Regions from separate parts of the Mus musculus genome. Here regions 1, 2, 4, 5, 6 and 7 are each linked to region 3. A link is a contact called in public HiChIP or PLAC-seq and promoter capture Hi-C data. All regions are on one chromosome and are shown on one strand. Each heading gives the region's core, a stretch centred on a gene start, on an enhancer-like site or on the middle of the called end of the contact. The rest is flanking DNA. Distances are from core to core; before and after follow the strand shown. Region 1 has its middle 41 kb from the start of 1110002J07Rik. Region 2 has its middle 36 kb from the start of Gm40681. Region 3 holds the start of Nrbf2 (nuclear receptor binding factor 2). Region 4 has its middle 3.6 kb from the start of Gm32438. Region 5 holds the start of 4930543I11Rik (a long non-coding RNA gene). Region 6 overlaps Gm40681 (a long non-coding RNA gene). Region 7 has its middle 19 kb from the start of Gm31416.

Region 1 (2,782 bases), core at 134-2,633, 410 kb after region 3:
GCTGAGGATTAACCTGAACTTTGGGCCTTTCCATGTCTACCCCCAGTTCTGGAATTACAGGCATATGCTACCATGCTGGGTTTAGGCAATGCTGGGGACGGGCCCAGGGCTTTGTGAATGGTGGGAAAACACTTGCCAACCTGAATTACATCCTTAGCCCCAAACCTTTTAATTCTGATGAGACACCAATTACTTTTCTCCATTGACTGTGTAAAGCATAATGTCTTTTGAGTGTCCAGTAAGTGTTGACCCTTTTAGAGTATGAGGTCAAGTCATCCATGGATATGAGGAGTTATGCTCACTGTGGGGAAAGACATCTGACCTTCTGGTCCAAACAAGGCTGCTTTAAACCCAACAGAAGACAGACATCCCATTCTCAGGTCAATGGCTTGCTGACCATGGCACAAGCATGTACTCAACAATGGCCAGGATGAGCAGAGCTATTGAAGTGTGGATTTGGTCGAGTGTAAGACAGCTGTGGAACCAACATGAAAGCCATTGGACACTCTTGGGGCTCAGTTATTGTCTTAATTAGGGTTCCCATTGCTATGAGGAGACACCATGCCCCTCCTAGGTATAGCGAATAGGAGTGGTTTTGCTTCGAATTACACATAGCCATTTCCTATTGTTATTCAGATAGTGTTTCCAAACATGGCTCGTTCTTGTGAGCTAGAACTCAGTTGTGAACTTTCCTCCTATGACCTTGCTTAACCCCCGGTCTATAAACTGTCTGATGCTCTAAGTAAAATTGACTGTTGGATGAGACTTCAGTCTGCCTCATTCATTGGCTCCATTCCCCCCGCAACCCCCCCCCCTCCCAGGTCCCACTGCCTCCAGAGTGATGACCACCACGCTCAGCTTTTACAAGAGTCCTGGGGATCCGAGCCCAGGCCCTCATGTTTGCATGGCAGGCACTTGATTGACCGAGTGATCTCCATGCCCTTGATTACAGGACCCCAGTGAGGAAAACTATCCTCGATGCTTTCTGCTTTGGTATTCTCTCAGACAATGTGGAGGCTGGGCTGTTAAAGCATTTTATGAGTTGGTGCACTCGAAGTTCTTAACAGAGTGCTTGGCATATTGTAAGCTCCTGACAAATGTTCTCTAGAGGATTAATGAATTCCAATATGCAAAGCATGTACCTGCTGCAGCCAGCATATTCCTCCCCGGCTCTCGACGCTCAAATCCAAGCTTCTAAAAGAATTCTACAGAAACCAAGTACAGACCAAACAACATATTTTCTATGGGCCAAACTCAGTTCGGGGACTGCCAGTTTGCGACTGAACTGAAACCACAGAACTTTGTCAAGCCTCCCAGACAGAACTGCCTTTGGAGTGCGCTTCCTCTGCCTTTAATTGGGACCTTGGATCTCCGGTTTGGCTCCTCACTCTGTTGAACTCATCCACTTACTGGGGTAGGACTGCCCTGGAATGAGAATGTAGATCTGCTGGTCACAATCGGATATGAGAACAGGAGTAACGTCACGTCACAGAATCTGTTTTTTTTTTTTTTTTTTTTTTTTTAAGCATTGATTGTGGCACAAGACGTGTGGTGCTTACATTCCCTTAAGCAGATGTAGCTCCGGCTTGCTTTGCATATTTTACGTGGCCCTTTTGTGCATTAATATATCTCATATTCAATCCTGACGGGGACAGAAAGATGAAAAGGGCTTTTAGAGGTTTATTTTTTTTATTCTGACTATAAAAATGAAAAATACTGACCGTAAACAATTCAGGAAATGTATAGCAGTACAAAGAGGAAAGAAAAGCCTCTCTGAATCTGTCCGCCAGAGAGAGATACGGCTCACATTCTGATGATCAGCCTCCTGGTTGTTTACTTGTACATATATCAACATCTATCTTAAAAAGCAAGGATGAAAAGCTGCATCGCCATCACCTTTCAGAGGCATCCTAAATGCTACTGTGGCCTAAAGAGTCCTTTATAAACCTTTTAATGTGTATATTACCCATACACAGAAATGAGTTCCATTTGACACGTGCATACACGTATGTAATGTAGTTTGATCTTGTCACCTGTCATCTCTTCCGTCCCCCCTCACACTCTACTGATCTCCCCTTTCCCAACTCCCTTTACCTTCATGTCCTTAGATGATTTTTTAAAAAAACAACATTTATTTATTTCAGTGTGTGGGTGTGGGCACCACAGAGCACTTGTGGTGGCCGGAGAACAACTTACCGGAGTCAGTTCTCTCTGAGACCATGTGGGGTTCTAGGGTAGAACTTAACGACAGGTGATTTTACCCCCCCCCCCCCCCAGTCCTGTCTCCTCTTCCTTTTAAATTATACAATGAGTTACTTCCTGGTTATTTACAGGAGCATGGCCCCTTATTGGCAGTTATACCACCAAAGAGAATCTCTCTCTCTTCTTCATCAAACACAAACTTGCAATAATATCCTCAAGCTTCTCCAATATATGATCCCATGCTCTCTGAAGCATGCAATGAGACCCCACGTGCCCCTCCACTGAGCATTGTCTATACTGATCCATTGAAGGGGTGAAAAAGACCACGGGTCTCCTCCAACTCCCATTTATATGTCTGCAGAAACTGCTTCTGGGTTTATTATCAAACTATTTTTTAAAATTCCTTAACTTCTACCCTTATTTATTTTATCTTTTTTAACATTAAAAACTTCATTATTATTATACTGTAGGAGTATGTCGGGGCACCACACGTGTGCGGTGCTCTCAGAGGCCAGAAGGCAGTGTGTAACTGGAGCTATAGACAGATGTGAGTGGCCATGTGAGTGCTGGAAATTGAACC
Region 2 (2,872 bases), core at 319-2,818, 460 kb before region 3:
AGCCTGTTAGATACTGAGGCTGTCCACAAGGGAACAAGAGTGGCCAACTCCAAAAGCTTCTTTGAAAAGACAGTAAGGATGTCAGACTGTGGATGGCACAGTCTCTCACGGGAAGAAGAAAGAAGGTGCCAGCTGAAAAAGGAGTTGAGACAGGCCCTGGTAGAGTTAAATAGCTATCCAAAACATGAGGCAGAGATTCACCCGGGAGTCCCCACCAGCCAGCTTTTGCGGCTTGCAATTGATTTGTCACGGTCTGGCCTCGGGTGAGGTGAGGTCATTGCGGTAAAGGTAGAAAATGATCCCAGCATGTTCGATGGGCCTGGCCTGTGTCTGCCTGTCCCCAGGTCAGTTTCTTACCCTTCTCCTGCCCTGCTCTCTCACTTGGGGAGGGGGTGGTGTCTCCTGCAGGCTGCCTTTCCAGGGTTCCTATGGGGCAGCATCTGCTTGGGCGCAGCCAATGGAAGGCAGCAGAGAGTGACCGGCTGGTGTGAAGGAGCAAAAGTATTTCTCCTTGGTTTTCCACATCAGAGTCAGCAACTGCTGAGGGTCCTGCCCCATAGACCCAACCAGGGCTCCCCTCTGCCTCCTGACCCCATGCCCTAAGACCTTCCCATGGTTCTAATCTTGGGAGTCTTGGCGTCTCAGACCTCTGCCACCCACACAGCCAATTCTGCTTCAATGTGGTACTGCTTGCTGGCTTCTGGAGCCAAAGGTCTAAAATGCAAGCTGGTCTCCAGGTCAGCAGTCCTTAATCCGAGTTCCCCTGGTTGAAAACAGTCTGGAAACTTTTGCCAGCCTAACCCATACATTTACATCTTGCTCCTCGCCGCCCCACCCCCCACCCCATTCATGACTCAGTGGAACCAAAGATCCATTTTCCTATCCTCATTTCCATAGGCTTAGAGTGACTCATTTGAAGGTTGGCGAAGCTGTGAAGCAGGAGTCATCTCTGAGCACCTTTCTGTCTTCTCAGCAATCATAGTAAATATTGGATTCTGTGTGGGCTAGCTCGAGAAAACATACTTCCCCTTTCTCCGGAAGACAGGCATCTCAACATGGCTTCCTGTCACAGTTGCTTTCTCTCATCTTTAATTTAGGAGGTCAGCCTGATTTACGCTGGAATTGGTGGCTGTGGTTAATGGACTCCGCATACTAATCTACCTTCTTACATCAAACATCAGGGGAGGGCTTTCATCGGAGTAGAGGTAGTTAGCAATGTTTTTATGCCACGGTGACGAAAGACATCTATCACCCTCAGTGTCTGTTTCATTGAAGCCACTAAAATCAACTCCAAAGCCATCTTTGTGCCAGACAGCCAAAGATTCCGTCTTCATCTTAAGCTCGCAAATCTGCAGTTGCTGCAGAACTTCACGTTTCCCACCGAAGTCCTTCTCCCTGGTCTGTTTTAACAACCCCTACCGGAATGGGTTCCTAACGGGCAAGGGAAGCTGTAGTCACAGCAACTGGGAGCTGGCAGAGCCAAAGGAGCTGCCTTGGGAAGAGTTCTGCTGTCTGCGAGTTTTGAGCAGTTGGAGCTGGCCAGAGTGGAAGGCCATGGGAGCATTCACAGGAAGTCGATGTTTCCTGACCATTCACAGGAAGTCGATGTTTCCTGACCAGCTCACCCCGTTCCCGACTCTTCCAGCAATTTCATGTCTACAACTAAAGCGTTTTGCCTTGTAAGTTCCTGCTGGAGGCCTCTTGAGACAGTGGGTGGTTTTTTATTTTGTTGGTTTTGTTGTTGTTTTGATTCTCAACTTCTGCCAAATGTGTGAGGAGCAAGGTCCACAGAGTATAGATGTCCCGATGTTTTAGAGATGTGACTTCCATTGTATTTTTTTTCTTTTCTTATTTTTACCTTCCTTTATTTTATATTCTCTAATTTGGATACAGCCACAGTAACCGGATGGGTCTGAAATCCCAACCATTTAAGACATCTTGGCTCTGACCCCCTATTGGAATGAGACTCTTGTCAAGACACTGAGGGGGTGAACTTGATAAATTCTCCTTTTCCTGTGTCTTAAGTAAATCTGAATGGGAGAAGGGGTGAGCGCTGGCTACTTTCCTTGTTCTTGTAACAAAGTATCCAGCACAAGCGGCTTAAGGGAGGAAGGGTCTGTTTCTGCAGCAGGTAAAAGTGCAGCCCATTAAGGCTGCAGAGGCAAAGCAGCAGGAGTGTGGGCTGGCTGGTCCCTCCCACATACACCCCCCCCCCCCCCCCCCCCGCCACATCCACCGTCAGGAGGGAGGGAGGGATGAACATTTATGCCTATGTTGATGCGTAGCTCAGTTTCACCAGATCAATCCTCAGACACTGCACATTCAGGGTAGGTAGGTGAAGTCTCTCTGAAACTCCTTCCACAAAATGATGACAAAGCAAGAAAGCCCTTGCCAGATGCAGATGCTCTTACCCCTCAAACCTGCTCCCCAGTCTCCAGCCCCAATAAACCTCCATTGTTCCCGACTTACACAACCTCTGTATTCTGATAAAGAGCAGAACATGAACCAGAACCAAGAGAAAGACCAAAGCAAGGGCCCTCTGTCTCTTCCTAACTTCCTAGCTCTGGCCTCTGCTTCCCTTCGGGATAGTCCTAGGCAGAGTCACATGGTCACGTCTTACCAAACAGGTTACTTATTGCTCCAGAAAGCAACATGCCCAAAAGATCTGAAATTATACACAGTTCAGTAGACCCAGGAAGTCTAGGTCTTTGCTGGTTTCACTTGCTACCCCCAGACTTAAGAAAAAGACCTCTTTCTGCTCTCCTGCACCTCCCCATACAAAGTTCAAATGTTTTTAAGAAAGATGGGGTGCAGTCTATTTCAGAAAGCTTTATGTGCAGCTAAATGAGCTGACAAGAAAGAGACTTATGTT
Region 3 (2,860 bases), core at 317-2,816:
CCATAGATCAGGAGTCTGGGCCTGGCCCGAATGGCTCCTTGTTTGCATCTTCCAAGCTTCAATCAAGGTAAGTAATTGGGGTCTGGTTAGTACCTGAAACCTTAGGGCCCACTTCACAACCCATGTGGCTTTTGAAATCATTTTAGATATATATGCTATATATTATTCATATTAAGTTATATATGTCATCTCTTCCTCCCCGTTTACAGATGTTGTACATTGCCTCTGCTCTTTCCTCGGCTGGCTTTTTAAGGTTTCATATTAAAAAAAAAAAATCACATCCCAGGGGGCTGGAGAGATGGCTCAGAGGTTAAGAGCACTGACTGCTCTTCCAGAGGTCCTTAGTTCAATTCCCAGCAACCACATGGTGGCTCACAACCATCTCTAATGGGATCTGATGCCCTCTTCTGGTCTGTCTGAAGACAGTGACTGTGTACTAAAATAAATTAAATAAATAAATCTTAAAAAAAAATCACACCCCAGGTGGGTTTCCTTTAACACCCAACCTGCGTCTCCACGTCCTCCAATATTACAAATTCTTAAAGGTACATTCATGTGGTTCTTTGAAGTTTTTTTCATTACAGAATTTGGTACTGTAAAACCTCCAGGTAAGGGGCTGGTGAGATGGCTCAGTGTGTAAGAGCACCCGACTGCTCTTCCAAAGGTCCGAAGTTCAAATCCCAGCAACCACATGGTGGCTCACAACCATCCGTAATGAGATCTGACGCCCTCTTCTGGAGTGTCTAAAGACAGCTACAGTGTACTTATATATAATAAAAATAAATAAATCTTTAAAAAAAAAAAAAAAAAAAAAAAACCTCCAGGTAAGCCCGGTTTCCTTCACACAATATGTTAGTTGTTCTCTCAGCTCCTCTCCATCTCCCTTTCTCCATAAACCATATCTACTTGCCAGTGGGTGCGGAAACAGAAAGACCTTAGCACAGTGATTTAGTACATAGTTGTTGAAGAACGGTTATACTTGGTGGCTTATAATCCTTCTTGCTTTAGAATTAGTTTGTGACCCTGGGGTCACTTATCTCTGTCAAATCCTCTCGGTGGAGTGGAGGTATGGTGGCACCTGCTCATATGCTCGACACAAGACTGCCACATGTACAAGATCTGGGCCACAGACTCTCTGCCAAAAGGCAAAAAATATGGAAACCTCCTGTAAGGCGGATCTAGTGCAGGGTGTTAACTTGGCTCAAATTTGCTTTTTAAAAAAAAGTCAACGGAGATAGAACAGAAACGGAGAAGGAGGGGTGAGGTACAAGGAGAGGACCTGAGAAAGCCTACGGGAAGGAAGAAAGGTCAAGCGTGCAGAGTGACCTTATTAACCAACTAGCCAGACCCGGCTCATCACGTGACAGCCGCCGCCGAAGTCTAGCAGAGCTCCCTCTCGCGAGGAGAGGGGCGGTTTTTGTCACTTAGCTGCTGCCCCGCCCCTAGCCCCGCCCACCCCATGCTCTCACCCCAGCCGCGCCCCCTGCCTCGCGCCGGCGCGTGGCGACGTCACGCCGCCGCGCGCAGCGACGCCGGGACGGCCCCCCGCGACGCGACGTCGGAGGCGGAAGTGGCGCGGCTGTCGCTCTTGGGCTCTCACTGCCGGCTCCGGGTTCTGCGAGGAGCCTCCTGCCAGCCGCCGCGTCTCCCTGCCCTCGCTGCCCCTCCATGTGCCCGGGCGCCGCCGCTCCGCCTCGGGCCGCTGCTCACCCCGGGGTTTATGGAAGTGATGGAAGGACCCCTCAACCTTGTGAGTGGTCGCGGGCTGAGTCGGGGACCGGTAGGCTGCGGGGAAACGCGGGCTGAGGGGGTCAAGCGGCACTGAAGGGGGAGCCGCGAGCTCATGGAGGGGACCCTGATCCCCGGGGCTCAGGCCTCTCCCTCGGGGCCCGTGGCATCTGCCCTGCTGGGACCGCGTCCCAGCGCCACGTAGCCGCCGCCTGCAGGCCGCGGGCAGAGTCGGGGTGTCGGGGCCGCGCCTCGCACACCGCACCCCCTCTTCCCTGCTGCCCTCGCAGCTGGGCTAGCGAAGGCCCCTCTGAAACAGCTGGATCGGAACCCCAGTCCACGCCCCGCAGCCCGGTGCCTTTGCTTTAAGGCTCACGAAAGTACCAGACGTGTTTGCCTTTCTCAGAAACACATACAGAGAGACACACAGGGGGCCGGGTCATTATTGTTTGGGGCAAAAAGGAACACACACACACACACCGCCCCAAACAACCCCACAAAACCCCAAACCTCCCACAGTTCTGTTCTAAGTGTGATCACAGGACATCTTCGGGTTTCCTGGGAAAAGGTTCATGAAATTCAGATGCAGACGTCTGGTTCCTTAGTGTTGCGGAGTAAAACTTTGCAAGTCCCAAGTCTGTAGGTGGTTTGCGATGATGCGGAGGGATTGAGAGCAGGACCGGGAAAGATTGATTGCTTCCTTTGGAACTCTGCCCTCCCTCCCGGCTTGGAAGAGCCTGGTCCGTGCTGTGCAGAGAAGCCAGAGTCTGTGGTTTCAGACTATGGATTTCTGGAGCCAAACTCCTGGATTTGAACTCGGGCTTAGTCACCTAATAGCCTCAAGAGACCTTGAACAAAAATTTTCACTTCATTGTTTTTTTTTGTTTTTGTTTTAACCCTCGTTCGTTGTGAGGATTAAAGGACTGAATAGATAAGAGACACGTAGAACTGTACGTTATGGATGGAACATTGGAAGAGTTAGTTGCTCCAGTGAGACCGTAGCCCCTGTCACTTAATGAGATTTGGGAGTGTTGAGCGTCAACGCTGGAGAGTGAACACCTAAAGCTATGGTTCCATCCCTGGCGCCAGGTTTGCAGCTCCGAGAAATCTACCCAAGAGTTACTAATTTAGA
Region 4 (2,778 bases), core at 241-2,740, 400 kb before region 3:
ACGTCCGTTCAGGAGAAGATTTCAAAGAACCCTTAATCATTTAACTCAATAAGATAAAGCGCAGAAAGTTTCTGGACTCTTGATCTGTATTACAAAATTCCCTTCCAGAAGGTTTGTAGTTCACACAGTAATAACTTGTTTTAAAAAATTGTATCTGTGCTCATTTGATAATCACCATCTCCTATTTTTTTCTTCTTTTTTGCATGGCCTGGTGTTTTCCCTGCATGTATGTCTGTGTGAGGATGTTGGATCCCCTGGAACTGGAACTTCAGACAGTTGTGAGCTGTCATATGGATGCTGGGAATTGAACTCTGGTCTTTTGGAAGAGCAGTCAGTGCTCTTAACCACTGAGCCACCTTTCTTTCCAGCCTCAACACCTCATTTTTGCTTGCTAGTGAGTTTGAAATTTTATCTAGATAGTTATGCTAACAATAATTTTGTGTCTAATAATAGACTATATATTTATATACCGAGGGTCTCTGCTGAAACCTTAAGGTTATCCTCGATGGTTTGAGTACACTTTGATAAGGTTATTGAGTGTCTTATTATGTCAGTAAGTCCTAAAACTTAACCTTTACCAATGTATTTGTTTTACAATCTTCTGCATATCGCATCAGCTCTCCACGGAGTCAATGCCGCAACCCCTTTTCACTTTCAGTTTTGAGACAGTTTTGTGAAATTGTCCAAGCTGTCCTTGAACTTGGCTCTGTAGTCTAAACAAGGCCTTAACTAGAGACACCCTCCTTCCACAGTCTTCTGAGTAGCTGGGATTACAGTCTGGTGCTACCAGACCCAGTTTCAAGATAAACTATAGTATCTACTTATAAAAAAATAAATAAATAAAGAGTTTCTTTTGGAAATCGTCTAGCTCATTCAGATGTCAGGCCCACCAAATTTTCGCAAGATGGGTTTTAGTTTCATTTTTAAAACTCTTTTTTAAAAAATGGTGTGCTGTTGTATTTTTAACTGAATTAAATGAGTTGGTAATGAGTTGGGAGGGGTCACAGGTTTGAGCAGTGTTTAATGTCCTCTGCCGTGCCCAGGAGCTACTGAAGAAGGCAGGGGTAATTTTCCCATTCCGTACCCTCATTCTCCTGTGACTTGCCAAGCGCCCAGCTGGCCTTGATTTTTTTTTTTTTAAACGTTGAACCTCTGTTCTTTTTGAGGTTGAGCTCCCAGTTCTCATTTTCTATCTGGACAGTTGCCCGCCACCTAGGAATTCTTGCTTTCCCCAGTTCACACAGCACACAGGCAAATTCGTATTCCCAAAGGGCGTGGGCTGAGCCTGGGTGGGCAAGCCCACCAATGCATCCTCTCGAAGATGCTCCTGCCACAGACTCCTGGATCTCTAACACGGCAGGGAATAGAGAATTGAGGCAGTCATCAGCTGACCTTAAGATGTGGAGATGACTCGAGCTTATCCCATGAGTCCAATGTCATAACAAGGGTCCTTACCCGTGAAAGAGGAACCCAAGAGAATCAGTGTCACTGTGTTTTGATATGACAAGTCATTGAGGCTCTTGAGATGGGAGACCACAAACCAAGACACACAGAGGGCCTCCAGCTGAAGCTGGAAGTCAGGGCAGCTCCTATGTGGTATGCACTCTCTCCAGACTGTCAACCCTGGAAGAGCTTCTCCTTGCGGGCCGATATTACCCATGATTCAAGGCCACGGCACGCTGGTTAGTGACCATTCCAGACAGCTTGATGACTGCTATTTTGGCTGCACTGCCTTATTTCCTCCAACACTCAGGTATTTCCATAATTGCCAGAAACATAACCAGCATCTAGAGCCGAGTCTAAGTAAGACACAAGTTTACAGGAATCTTCCCCAGCAGATCAAGTGGCAAGGACTTGGGCAAAGGGCAAGCAGGAAGGAAGCTGGGGAGACATTCTACTGAAACTTGGTTTTTTTTTTTTTTCAAAGAAATCACAAGGCTGGACCTTCTGCCCAGTTTGAAAGAGGTCTAGAAGAAGGTCATGACCCCTGGGTTGGGTGAGACCACTTAACTACTGTCTGCACTATGGAAGATAACAATCATTGGCTCTTAGGTACCTGCCCCTCACCCCATCTCTAAAAGACTGGATAGCTCATGAGTATGAACTGCAACCACTCTTGGCTAGACTTTCTGAGGGTTAGGCTGGCAAACTAATCATTGATAAGATTTTGTGTTGCCTAAACCAGTCAAAGCTGCTTTAGTCCTTGTCTTAGTTAGGGTTCTACTTCTGTGAACAGACACCATGACCAAGTCAAGTCTTATAAAGGACAACATTTCATTGGGGCTGCCTTACAGGTCCATTATCATCAAGTTGGGAGCATGGCAGCATCCAGGCAGGCCTGGTGCAGGAGTAGCTGAGAGGTCTACATCTTCATCTGAAGGCTGCTAGCTGAATACTGACTTCCAGGGAGTTAGGATGAGGGTCTCAAAGCCCACGCCCACAATGACACACCAACTCCAACAAGGCCACGCCTCCAAATAGTGCCACTCCCCGGGCCAGGCATATTCAAACAATGACAGTCCTTGAGAACTGTGTTCAAGTAAGTTGTTCAAGTAAGACACTGTGAGGGTCAGGAAGAAGTTGTCAGTTCTGGGTAGAGGGAGTATGCCTCAGAAAGGCACCCATACCTTTCTTTGTCCATTGACTTGAGAGGGACCTGCTTTCTGCATGTCATAGCATGCATGCCGAGTCAGAGGGAACTCTGAAGAGAAGATTAGGTCTCAGTGTCTTTAATGCCATCACACCGCCTGGACTATACAGGAGGTGATCATTGCTCTG
Region 5 (2,754 bases), core at 99-2,598, 500 kb before region 3:
AATTGTGGGCCTACCCATTATTAAGTTAGGGGCTATCTTTACATAAAATATGTAGAGTGGGCATGGCACACTGTAAACGCTGTACAGTAATGCAAACTAAAGGCACAGAGAGAATCAAGAGTGATGGGGGCATTGAAGTGGGGGGAGGAGCTTGAAGAAAATCCTTGTCACATTGAAAGTCAGTTCTAAGAGCACCCCGTTCATTAAGCCTTTCTTCTTGGAACCAACCTGCCTTCTGTTTTTGCTCGTCCTCTTCCTGTTAAACTTCTGTCCACTGTCAGAAACCAAACCACTCATATTTGGGTCAGGAAGAGTTGTGTCCTAATTCCTAGGAGTTTTAATGCTAAAAGTGCAAGGGGGGGGGGTGCAAGCAGAAGCAATATGAATTCTGTGGAGTGAGTTATAATCTGGTTCTATTTCCTAAAGTAGGAAAAAAAGATGATTTAACACAAAAAGCATTGCACACTCAAAAGGTAGAAGCCATGTCGAGAATTCCTATGGAGTCAACAGTGATCTTCTCACTGGGTCTACAGCACTTGGTGACCCACTGTCCTCTGTATGAAGAAAAATCTGGTGTCACTTTCTTAATGCCAATAGAACCACTCGCACTTGGAGTTTCCTCTAGTTCCACCATTGCCCCCATCTCTTATAGCTGCTATACTCAAGGCAGAACGAGCCATTGGGAAGCAAGTTGGACAGAAGATATGCCACACAGCTGCCCTTCATGACTTGGCAGATGTGAGAAGATAAACGAGTTTATCTTCTAGTGTCTGCCTGGATCGCTCTCTAATTCTGTTGATAGGTACCTCTGCCTCATAGCTCTGTGCTGTTCAGAAACACTCTACTCCCTGCTCTTTACTGGAATCTTAAGCTTCCCTGTTAGATTTTAGTTGGCAGGATCTTCACCAAGTGGCTAACCGATAGCCAGGTCATAAGGATTCTTTGCTCACAAGTAGACTCGCCATCCTGGGAGTGGATTCGTTAGCATGACAGTGGGTTTGTTACGAACCAGGCTTAGTTCTCCTCCTCTCTTAGGTGTGTCCTCTCATGATGTATTGTATCCTGCAATGTTTTAAAAAGCAGAAGGACCTAGCTTGAAGGGACACTTCAGTCGTGTATGTCTCGGACTCCTGGAGCTCTGAGCCAAGTGCTGTTCTCTTTATGTTAAGTAACCAAGTCTCAAGTGCTCTCTTGCAGCAATGCCAAACAGATAAGCTGGGTTAAAGCTAACTGCTTTGTCATTTTCTCTTCACCTTAGACGGGAAAGTTAGGTCAAAGGTTTGGGTCCAGTGATGCAAGGCCAGTCTGTGACTGTTGACTTTATAACCCAAGCAGATGACTCAGAATTTGGAGTTTGGAGCTTGGAGTACTTCCAGTGGGTACGATTCCATGGTGTTCCTAAGTAACAGTCAGAGCAACCTGTGACTAAGAGAGTTACTATGCAGCACACTGTCAAGTAGTCCCATTAAATGGGGTAGAAGCCAGAATTCCATGATTAAGAAGGACTAATGGAGGCTGGCAGGATGGCCCAGTGGGTAAAGACACTTGATGTCAACACTAATGAGTTCACTTCTCAAAGACTCACAAGATGGGAGGAGAAAACTGACCTCTGAGTTCCACTTGCCCACTTCCTTACACACACCTTCAATGATTAAATAAACGTGCAGTAAAATGACTTCATTCCTGTGTCTATGGAATTCTAATGGGGAGATGATTGTTGCTTAAGAAAAAGAGGAGCGATCAGAGCAACAGTTAACAGGATATTGGTCTGAGAAAAAGGAGGCCATGGAAACATCATTTCTCACCATTTCACCTGTCTTAATTGCTCTCCTCTCCTGATCAGGATTACACCTACCATCCTTTGGCCTTAGTCAGCCCTGCATCACCTGTAAAACAATGCAAATTTAGTGTCTTCAGCTCTGGGGCACAGAAATCCAAAACAGGTCATAGCATGCTCAAATGAAGGTACTGGGGGTGCAGGAAGGTACTGTGTCTTTCTTCATGTTGGAAGAAATGCCTGTTTCTCATCTCTCCCAGCTTATAGAGGTTTAAGTATAGCTTGGACAATGGTATATATTTCCAAAACAATGTAGCCTCCAGATCTCTGACTGTGAGTCTGTAGTATTGCCTCTTACACTGGCTCTCGCCCTCCTTTTTCCTTCTGAAAAGAGCCCTGTGATTATCTTGAACTTACTTGGATAACCCAGAACACCTTACACTTTGCCATTAATAACACCCTCCAAAGTCCTTTTGCATTAAACATGCACAGGTTTCAGCATGAGGGCGTCCTCGGGGGCAGGGCTCCCACCATTTTGCTTACCGTAGTATTCCTGAAGGTTCACATAAACTACAACACCCCCAATCTGTATTTTCATCTGTGATATGATGATACTGGAGTCTCTCAAGGTATCTTCATGAAATTATGATGATGGAATGTATTCTTAATGTATGACCTGAGGTTTTAAGTGTTTGCAAAATGATACTTTAAGGAATTCGAGGGATGGAGATGGAGCTTGGCGGTAGAGTGCTCTCTGTCTTGAAAGAGCCTGGGCAAGGTCTTGAACTTCATACCCAGAACCTCATTTTCCACAAGACACCTTGAGGCTGAAGGCAACAGATGGATCACTCTTAGGTGAAACAGACAACACTGATTTATTTAGTCTACTTCTGACTTTTCTTCTCCCTCTGTGTGTGTGTAGAGAGGTGTGTGTCTGTTGCTTGTGTATGTGTACCTGTTCATGTGTGTGCACATGT
Region 6 (2,767 bases), core at 172-2,671, 480 kb before region 3:
TCTGATACCGCAGAGTATTTCTATAGAGCATCTTCAGTGTTTTTCAGAGTTCATAGGTCATTTGACTTCATAATCTTCAATGCTGAGAATACCACCCCGCATAAATTCATACTACAAAAGTGGCAGACATATGATCAGGGTCCTTTCAGACATTGTTTTCAATTGTACCCTAATCTCAAGCCAAAATTCATTGAAAACTTGTTTTCACAAAACTAAAGCCAGCCAGCAACTTAGAACAGTAGTTTTTTCTTTTTTTTCTGAATTAAATGTTATCACATAATACAACTCAAAGACAAGCTGATTTGATACATTCTAAGTTATGCTGGTGGGAAAATATTAAGGTTGGTTTATTTGTTTGTTTGGCCAGGAAATGTTACTATAAGAATAGAAAATGATATGCACATTAAAACAGCAGAGTGGACTTGAACCTGAGCTGAGATATTCTGTGCAGTGTTCCTTAATGTGTCCCGGGAGCCGTGCTGGGAGCAGGGCTCTGAACCGTGTGCTGTGGCGAAATCATGTGACGCACCTTGGTTTGCTTGTGGGTTTGATACGGAATTAATTTTCGGTTGTCAGTGAGTTCAGAAACCCTTCCCTTTTACGGTTTCCTTGGCTTTTCGTGACCTCCGTGTTTAGTGATTTGATCTATAGTGTAAGGAGCTGTGTTCTAGGACTTGGAAGGAGGAGGCATGACGGGACCCACATCTCTTATAACAAACCCGATTCTCTGTGTGATGTGGAGTCCAGTTCATTTTGCACTGTGCCTGGCAGAGAGTTTGACTGGATTTAATTACCATGACCTCAAGGGTCTCAGAAAGAAGCTCCCTTCTCCTGAGCCCATGGAAGGTTTTTGGTGACATAAGAATTATGAAGATGACAACTTAATACATCCGACTGGCTAAGGAACAGAGATGACTAACTTGGACCCATGAACCCCCCCCCCTTTTTTAAGAGGTGAGGATATCACCAGGGGTCACAAGCAAAATGCGATCCTGCACCCCTCCCCTGCCCCAAGAGAGGATTTATTACTTTTTACTGGAACTCCAAGAAGATCATAATAAAAGGGGGGAGGGGGACGGGGAAGAAAAAGGAGAGGGAGAAACAGGAAAGGAAGAGGGGGAGGGGTGGAAGAGGGGGAGAGAGAAAGGAGAGATACTGAAATTGGAATTGAAGATCTTCAATCTGGAGAAGATGGGGGTGGGGGTGGGAGGCGTTCCAGCTGAGTGGGGCCTTGCAAATTCAACTTCCCCTGGCACCATTTCCTGCTACGACTGAAAAGTCTAGAAACTACACTAAGGGATTTTTTTTCCTTCTCTTTTTGTTACTTTAAAAGCAAAATGGAGTTTATTACATGTTGATTATGTTAAATTAGCCACTGCCTGTCCTCCACCCCCATCCCTTCCCCCAAGGGATGTTGAGCAACATCCTGAGGAGGAGAGGCTGGGTGTGGACCTGGGCTGTGTCTGGCCTTCTGCTGTATGTAGTAGGTGAGGCTCGATTTCTGTGACCCCCATCCTCCAAACACATCTCCCCCTTCAGGATCCAGCCTGTGACTGTTAATCCTGCCCAGCTTCATCCTCACCAAAGGGCCAATTAAAAACAGAGGCGGCTGCTGCCTATGAGTGCCGTCAAGTCAGAAATATGTGGGAGCTGTGGAAAGCTCTTCAGGATCCAAAGGGTTGAAGCCGTGATGGTTGAACGATTGTCTGAGGAACTTACATTCCAAGTCACCAGAGGCTCCAATCACACCACAAAAGTGCCAGCATATGTGTGTGCATGCTAGCAGGCTCCACAACAATGGAACATGATTGAGAATCTTGCTATTATTATTATTATTATTATTATTATTATTATTGTCAAGTTTGGACTAGTGTTTTCTCTATATGGAGAAGTTGAATGAGGATTTTAAAACCTGATGAGGAATAGATTTGGATTCTATAGTCAAATTAAATGCCAACAATCAACAGAAAAATCTTAATAGAAACAGACAGTTGTGAACTCCTTCTCGTGAAGATGCTCAATTAAAAAGGCTGTTATGCCAAAGTGTGTGTGTGCACACGTATATTTCTCTGTGTGTGGGGTATGTGCGTGTGTATTTCTGTCTCTATGTGTGTGTGTTTCTGTGTGTGTATATGTGCATGCATGATATATATATATATATATATATATATATATATATATATATATGTACACACATATGTATATGTATGTGTATGTGTATGTGTATGTGTATGTGTATGTGTATGTGTATGTGTATATGTGTGTCTGTGTGTTTGTGTGTCTGTGTGTTGCCTGTCTGTCTTTCTGTGTGTGTATGTGTTCAAAAATACTTAACCAAGAGTTAGCCCTTCCTACCTGTTAGGTAATGAGGCATTAGCATTAAAGCAAGGCATGCACACTTCCTGAATTTGCAAGTGTGTGCTATAGCCTCAGGTAGCATGGTGTCTGGTTATCTATAATACACTGAGAAATGGCATTTACAGCAAGCTACTGAATCTGTACCTAATAAATCATTATCTAATCAACGTCTATCCATTCTGTGGGCCAGAGAAAAAGAGGTCTGAAGGCTGTGTTGGTTACAGAGTGACTTAAACAATCCTGAAGACTGTTTAGTGCTGGCCATGTTCTGTGTACCTTGGGCGTCTCTGCCACTCACTGCTATAGTCAAGGCATTGGTGTTACAGACTGTGTCCATCTTACAGAAGGGAAAGCCACGGCACAGAACAATTGATTGCGACATTTGACACCTTGTCAACTGGAAGTCTGA
Region 7 (3,003 bases), core at 412-2,911, 430 kb after region 3:
GTTAGGAGGATTCTTGTAAAGTTACCCAGTCAGGATACTCCAACATACTATCTGAACCTACCGTTTTTTTGGGGTGTGTGTGTGTGTGTGGGTGCTTTCCAAGCCATTCCAAAGGGCTTTTCTCTGTGCCTAGACAATTCCAAAGGGCTTTTCTCTGTGCCTAGACAATAGGCGAGTAACTATTGCCACATTTCAAAGAGCATCGGTTCTTCAAAAATGATTTTTCAGCTATGCAAAAAGTGTCTGCAAAAGCAGACTCAGCCCTCATGCCCGAAACTATTTTAGGAGACGAGGACCTGTTGTTTATTGGGAGAAAAGCTGGTGCAGAATTTTGAAGGACTCTGTTGAAAATAGATGGATTTGTAAATTGTAGGCAGAGGAAGGACTCTTGTCTTTTTTTTTTTTTTTAAACAAGATTGAATTTTGCCTAACTCAAGGGAAAGCAATCTATACTTGATTAGTAGAGTGCAACATTATGCTTCACTTCCAGTAAAACTTAAGTGATTTGGTTAGCAAAGGATGTCTTTTAAGTTCTGCAAGAGCCAGAGCGTCAGGTGTAGTAGCTCAAAGAGTGCTTGCTGAGCATGCGAAAAGCCCTGGGTTCCATCCCCAGCACCACGCCACCAAGCGTTGTGGTGAAGCAGGTAATCCAAACTCTTGGAACACTTTGGAGGTGAAGGCAGGAGGATTAGAAATTCGGGGTCACTCTTGGAAGCTATCCCACAATACGTGAGACCTTGTTTTGAAAAAAAAAAAAACAGTAAAGTTGCATATGAGTTAATTAGTTATTACAACCTGAGGGTCAGGGGACAGAGGCTAAAGAGTTCTAGGAATCATGAAACTCAGATCAGATGTATGGGAGAAATGAGGAACGTGCTTATTAGCTGACGAACGTGCTTATTAGCTGGCATTTGAGACAGACACCCAGCATTATGTAAAGAGCAAAACCAACCAAATGAACAAAATAAAAATAGGGTGTAGAAATAAAGGGGTAAATAATAACGGGCGTTAGATGGATTGTCTTGCATTCTACCTACAGCTGTCCCTTCCACCTCCTAAGCTTCTGAGATCTGTGCTCTCGCACAGATGGCAGAAGCTTTACCCTGAAGATTTGACTTTGCTCTTTAGTTTGCTGTGCTCCCTAATCCGTTCCTTCCGTAAACGCCCATTTCGAAGCGCTTTCTAAATTTGGTTTGCGCGCCCCCTACTGGCAGACCTGATTATCATTCTCAATTGCATTTGAGCATTTCAGCGTTGCCCAAAAACCTCATGACATTTGCTAAGAACCAAGGAAACTTTGTCTTTCATTTGATACGCTTTTCGGACAGCCAGAGGCATCTGCCTACAATTTGCTTCGTGATTGTTCGTGATAACAACGCAATGCAGGGCAAATTAAAATGCACGCCTAGCAAAGCTGGTATTTTTTTTGGTAACTAACTGCTCTGTCTCCTTGAATAAAAGTGACCTCTCTTCCTACTTTCGAGATTTTTGTTTGTTTGTTTAAGGTTTGCTTAGTGCAAAATTTAAAGCAGATTAAAGAAAAAAACCAACCGACTATATTATAATTTATTTCACAACCTCCTCCGACTCTGTCTTCAGATGTTAGTCTGTAGCCGCACATGACAATGACTAAGACATCATCAGCTGGGCTGGGGTGCCAGGAGGAAGCAGTTTCTATTTCTGTCTCCATTTTTCTCCTCACTGTTTGAGTAGGTCACGGGTTGGTGTGTAGACAGCAACTCTCCTTTTGTGCCTGTCCTGGCAGCAATGAAGGCAAGCTAAAGAAGCCCTTGGGGTCCCCCCTTTGGCTATCAGACTGTTGAATCAATGGTCTTCAAGAAACTGGAATTTCCCCAGAAGTCTCATGCTGGGAAAAGGGAAGAGCTACGAGCCTGGTGCCCCTCAGAGGAGGGGTTTGCTTTCCTGAAAGAGATTTAACACAGTTTAAAAAAAAGATTCCTTTTGATGACTTCTTTATTTTATTTTATTTTATTTTATTTTATTTTATTTTATTTTATTTTATTTTTCATGTGCATTGATGTTTTGCTTGCATGACTTTTTGGTTGTATGAGGTCCCCTGCAACTGGAGGATCAGACAAACATAAACTGCCACATGGGTGCTGGGAATTGAACCAGGGACCTCTGGAAGAGCAGCCAGTACTTGTAATCTCTGAGCCATCTCTCCAGCCCCGAGATTTAACGCAGTTTGAGAGCTTATCAGATCACCTCCCAGGGCAGACTGCATCTGAGCTGATGGTGGCCTGGACCGGGTCTTGACCAGTATTGCTTGCCTCTAGCCCTTGATTTAAACAAACCTGGCTAGAACCTGTTTATCACTGTCTGTATTTACAGTCGGAACTGGGAATTGCTCTATTCTTTTTTGTCGCTCTATGCTATTTGAACACTAAGCTGACTGTTACCATCAGAAGTGAGTATCAGGCGATAGGGAAGTGGCTTAGTCAAGTGCTTGCCTTGCAAGCATGATGACCTGAGCTTGACCTCTAGAAGCAACGCATCCCCATGAAACTGGTATCTTCTGGGAATCTCATGATGGATGCTTGTAATCTCAGTACTAGGGACGTGGAGATAGCAAAAACCAGGCTGAGCTTTAGGCCAGGGAGAGACCCTGTGTAAAAAACAAGTGTGACTCCTGACAGACAAGTGACTGGGGGCTGTCCTCTGGACATTTGAACATTTATACACATGTACAAACACCCAACCACATGCAGTACACACATGTACACACACACTGGAACACACATGCACTCCTGTGCACATATGCATGTGCACACATATGCATGCATGCACACGCAAGCCCCAAAACACATGTGGACACACATACACATGCAGCACACACACATACAGGCACACACATGCATACATAGAATGAATGTCAGATGTCATGGTCTCCATCATTTTTCTCTTTTTCAAGGAATGTGGTTTCTTATTTGAATTTCATTTTTCTGCATAATAAAATATATTAAGTAAAGAAAGACCCCATAG

The links. Promoter capture Hi-C pulls out the DNA fragments that hold promoters and counts their contacts. HiChIP or PLAC-seq counts read pairs in DNA pulled down with a chosen protein or histone mark.
Region 1: a contact with region 3 is called in an H3K4me3 HiChIP or PLAC-seq map of forebrain, with 5 times the contacts expected there. The contact joins the enhancer-like site here to the promoter of Nrbf2 in region 3. A contact is called at or near these places in 9 of 39 promoter capture datasets (the C10 cell line, the HPC-7 cell line, cranial neural crest and 5 more), 1 of 484 Hi-C or Micro-C datasets (bone marrow-derived macrophages), 25 of 115 datasets of contacts at active chromatin or transcription factors (DN3 thymocytes, the NIH/3T3 cell line, astrocytes and 14 more) and 2 of 9 other capture datasets (embryonic stem cells and liver).
Region 2: a contact with region 3 is called in an H3K4me3 HiChIP or PLAC-seq map of bone marrow-derived macrophages, with 5 times the contacts expected there. The contact joins the enhancer-like site here to the promoter of Nrbf2 in region 3. A contact is called at or near these places in 7 of 39 promoter capture datasets (the C10 cell line, the HPC-7 cell line, cranial neural crest and 3 more), 1 of 15 datasets of contacts at CTCF or cohesin (the NIH/3T3 cell line), 1 of 484 Hi-C or Micro-C datasets (bone marrow-derived macrophages), 10 of 115 datasets of contacts at active chromatin or transcription factors (the NIH/3T3 cell line, bone marrow-derived macrophages, embryonic stem cells and 5 more) and 2 of 9 other capture datasets (embryonic stem cells and liver).
Region 4: an H3K4me3 HiChIP or PLAC-seq map of bone marrow-derived macrophages shows a contact between it and region 3, with 2.1 times the contacts expected there. The contact joins the enhancer-like site here to the promoter of Nrbf2 in region 3. A contact is called at or near these places in 1 of 39 promoter capture datasets (cranial neural crest), 3 of 115 datasets of contacts at active chromatin or transcription factors (the NIH/3T3 cell line, bone marrow-derived macrophages and embryonic stem cells) and 1 of 9 other capture datasets (adipose tissue).
Region 5: a promoter capture Hi-C map of liver shows a contact between it and region 3, with 4 times the contacts expected there. The contact joins the promoter of 4930543I11Rik here to the promoter of Nrbf2 in region 3. A contact is called at or near these places in 11 of 39 promoter capture datasets (the 3T3-L1 cell line, 3T3-L1-derived adipocytes, the C10 cell line and 5 more), 1 of 15 datasets of contacts at CTCF or cohesin (the NIH/3T3 cell line), 1 of 484 Hi-C or Micro-C datasets (liver), 9 of 115 datasets of contacts at active chromatin or transcription factors (the NIH/3T3 cell line, bone marrow-derived macrophages, embryonic stem cells and 4 more) and 3 of 9 other capture datasets (embryonic stem cells, liver and macrophages).
Region 6: a contact with region 3 is called in an H3K4me3 HiChIP or PLAC-seq map of bone marrow-derived macrophages, with 6 times the contacts expected there. The contact joins the enhancer-like site here to the promoter of Nrbf2 in region 3. A contact is called at or near these places in 10 of 39 promoter capture datasets (the 3T3-L1 cell line, 3T3-L1-derived adipocytes, the C10 cell line and 6 more), 2 of 15 datasets of contacts at CTCF or cohesin (the NIH/3T3 cell line and large pre-B cells), 2 of 484 Hi-C or Micro-C datasets (bone marrow-derived macrophages and nephron progenitors), 11 of 115 datasets of contacts at active chromatin or transcription factors (the NIH/3T3 cell line, bone marrow-derived macrophages, effector CD8 T cells and 5 more) and 2 of 9 other capture datasets (embryonic stem cells and liver).
Region 7: a FOXA1 HiChIP or PLAC-seq map of pancreatic cancer cells shows a contact between it and region 3. The contact joins the enhancer-like site here to the promoter of Nrbf2 in region 3. A contact is called at or near these places in 9 of 39 promoter capture datasets (the 3T3-L1 cell line, 3T3-L1-derived adipocytes, the HPC-7 cell line and 4 more), 2 of 15 datasets of contacts at CTCF or cohesin (the NIH/3T3 cell line and pro-B cells), 4 of 484 Hi-C or Micro-C datasets (CD4 T cells, bone marrow-derived macrophages, embryonic fibroblasts and 1 more), 35 of 115 datasets of contacts at active chromatin or transcription factors (the 230-238 cell line, DN3 thymocytes, the NIH/3T3 cell line and 21 more) and 4 of 9 other capture datasets (adipose tissue, embryonic stem cells, liver and 1 more).

Annotation. Positions count from the first base shown.
Region 1 is chr10:66,877,727-66,880,508 of GRCm38.p6, reverse strand. No RefSeq gene overlaps it. Among named protein-coding and RNA genes, the nearest start is that of 1110002J07Rik, 41 kb to the left of the region's middle. Within about 2 kb of position 1,383, at least 11 of the 459 cell types and tissues checked have an H3K27ac peak or open chromatin away from gene starts, as enhancers often do. A contact at or near this core is called in forebrain, where this site is marked.
Region 2 is chr10:67,741,192-67,744,063 of GRCm38.p6, reverse strand. No RefSeq gene overlaps it. Among named protein-coding and RNA genes, the nearest start is that of Gm40681, 36 kb to the left of the region's middle. Within about 2 kb of position 1,568, at least 17 of the 459 cell types and tissues checked have an H3K27ac peak or open chromatin away from gene starts, as enhancers often do. A contact at or near this core is called in bone marrow-derived macrophages, where this site is marked.
Region 3 is chr10:67,283,987-67,286,846 of GRCm38.p6, reverse strand. It overlaps Nrbf2 (nuclear receptor binding factor 2), which reads left to right and starts at 1,566. Exons shown (of 4, transcript NM_001036293.2): 1 at 1,566-1,750. The coding sequence starts at 1,721. Gm46200 (a long non-coding RNA gene) reads right to left here and starts at 1,414. Exons shown (of 3, transcript XR_001779690.1): 1 at 1,327-1,414.
Region 4 is chr10:67,688,908-67,691,685 of GRCm38.p6, reverse strand. No RefSeq gene overlaps it. Among named protein-coding and RNA genes, the nearest start is that of Gm32438, 3.6 kb to the left of the region's middle. Within about 2 kb of position 1,490, at least 21 of the 459 cell types and tissues checked have an H3K27ac peak or open chromatin away from gene starts, as enhancers often do. A contact at or near this core is called in adipose tissue and bone marrow-derived macrophages, where this site is marked.
Region 5 is chr10:67,784,337-67,787,090 of GRCm38.p6, reverse strand. 4930543I11Rik (a long non-coding RNA gene) reads right to left here and starts at 1,348. Exons shown (of 3, transcript XR_380531.4): 1 at 229-1,348.
Region 6 is chr10:67,759,280-67,762,046 of GRCm38.p6, reverse strand. All of the region lies in intron 1 of Gm40681 (a long non-coding RNA gene), which reads left to right. Among named protein-coding and RNA genes, the nearest start is that of Gm40681, 18 kb to the left of the region's middle. Within about 2 kb of position 1,421, at least 38 of the 459 cell types and tissues checked have an H3K27ac peak or open chromatin away from gene starts, as enhancers often do. A contact at or near this core is called in bone marrow-derived macrophages and pre-B cells, where this site is marked.
Region 7 is chr10:66,851,584-66,854,586 of GRCm38.p6, reverse strand. No RefSeq gene overlaps it. Among named protein-coding and RNA genes, the nearest start is that of Gm31416, 19 kb to the right of the region's middle. Within about 2 kb of position 1,661, at least 144 of the 459 cell types and tissues checked have an H3K27ac peak or open chromatin away from gene starts, as enhancers often do. A contact at or near this core is called in the 230-238 cell line, 3T3-L1-derived adipocytes, the HPC-7 cell line and 13 more, where this site is marked.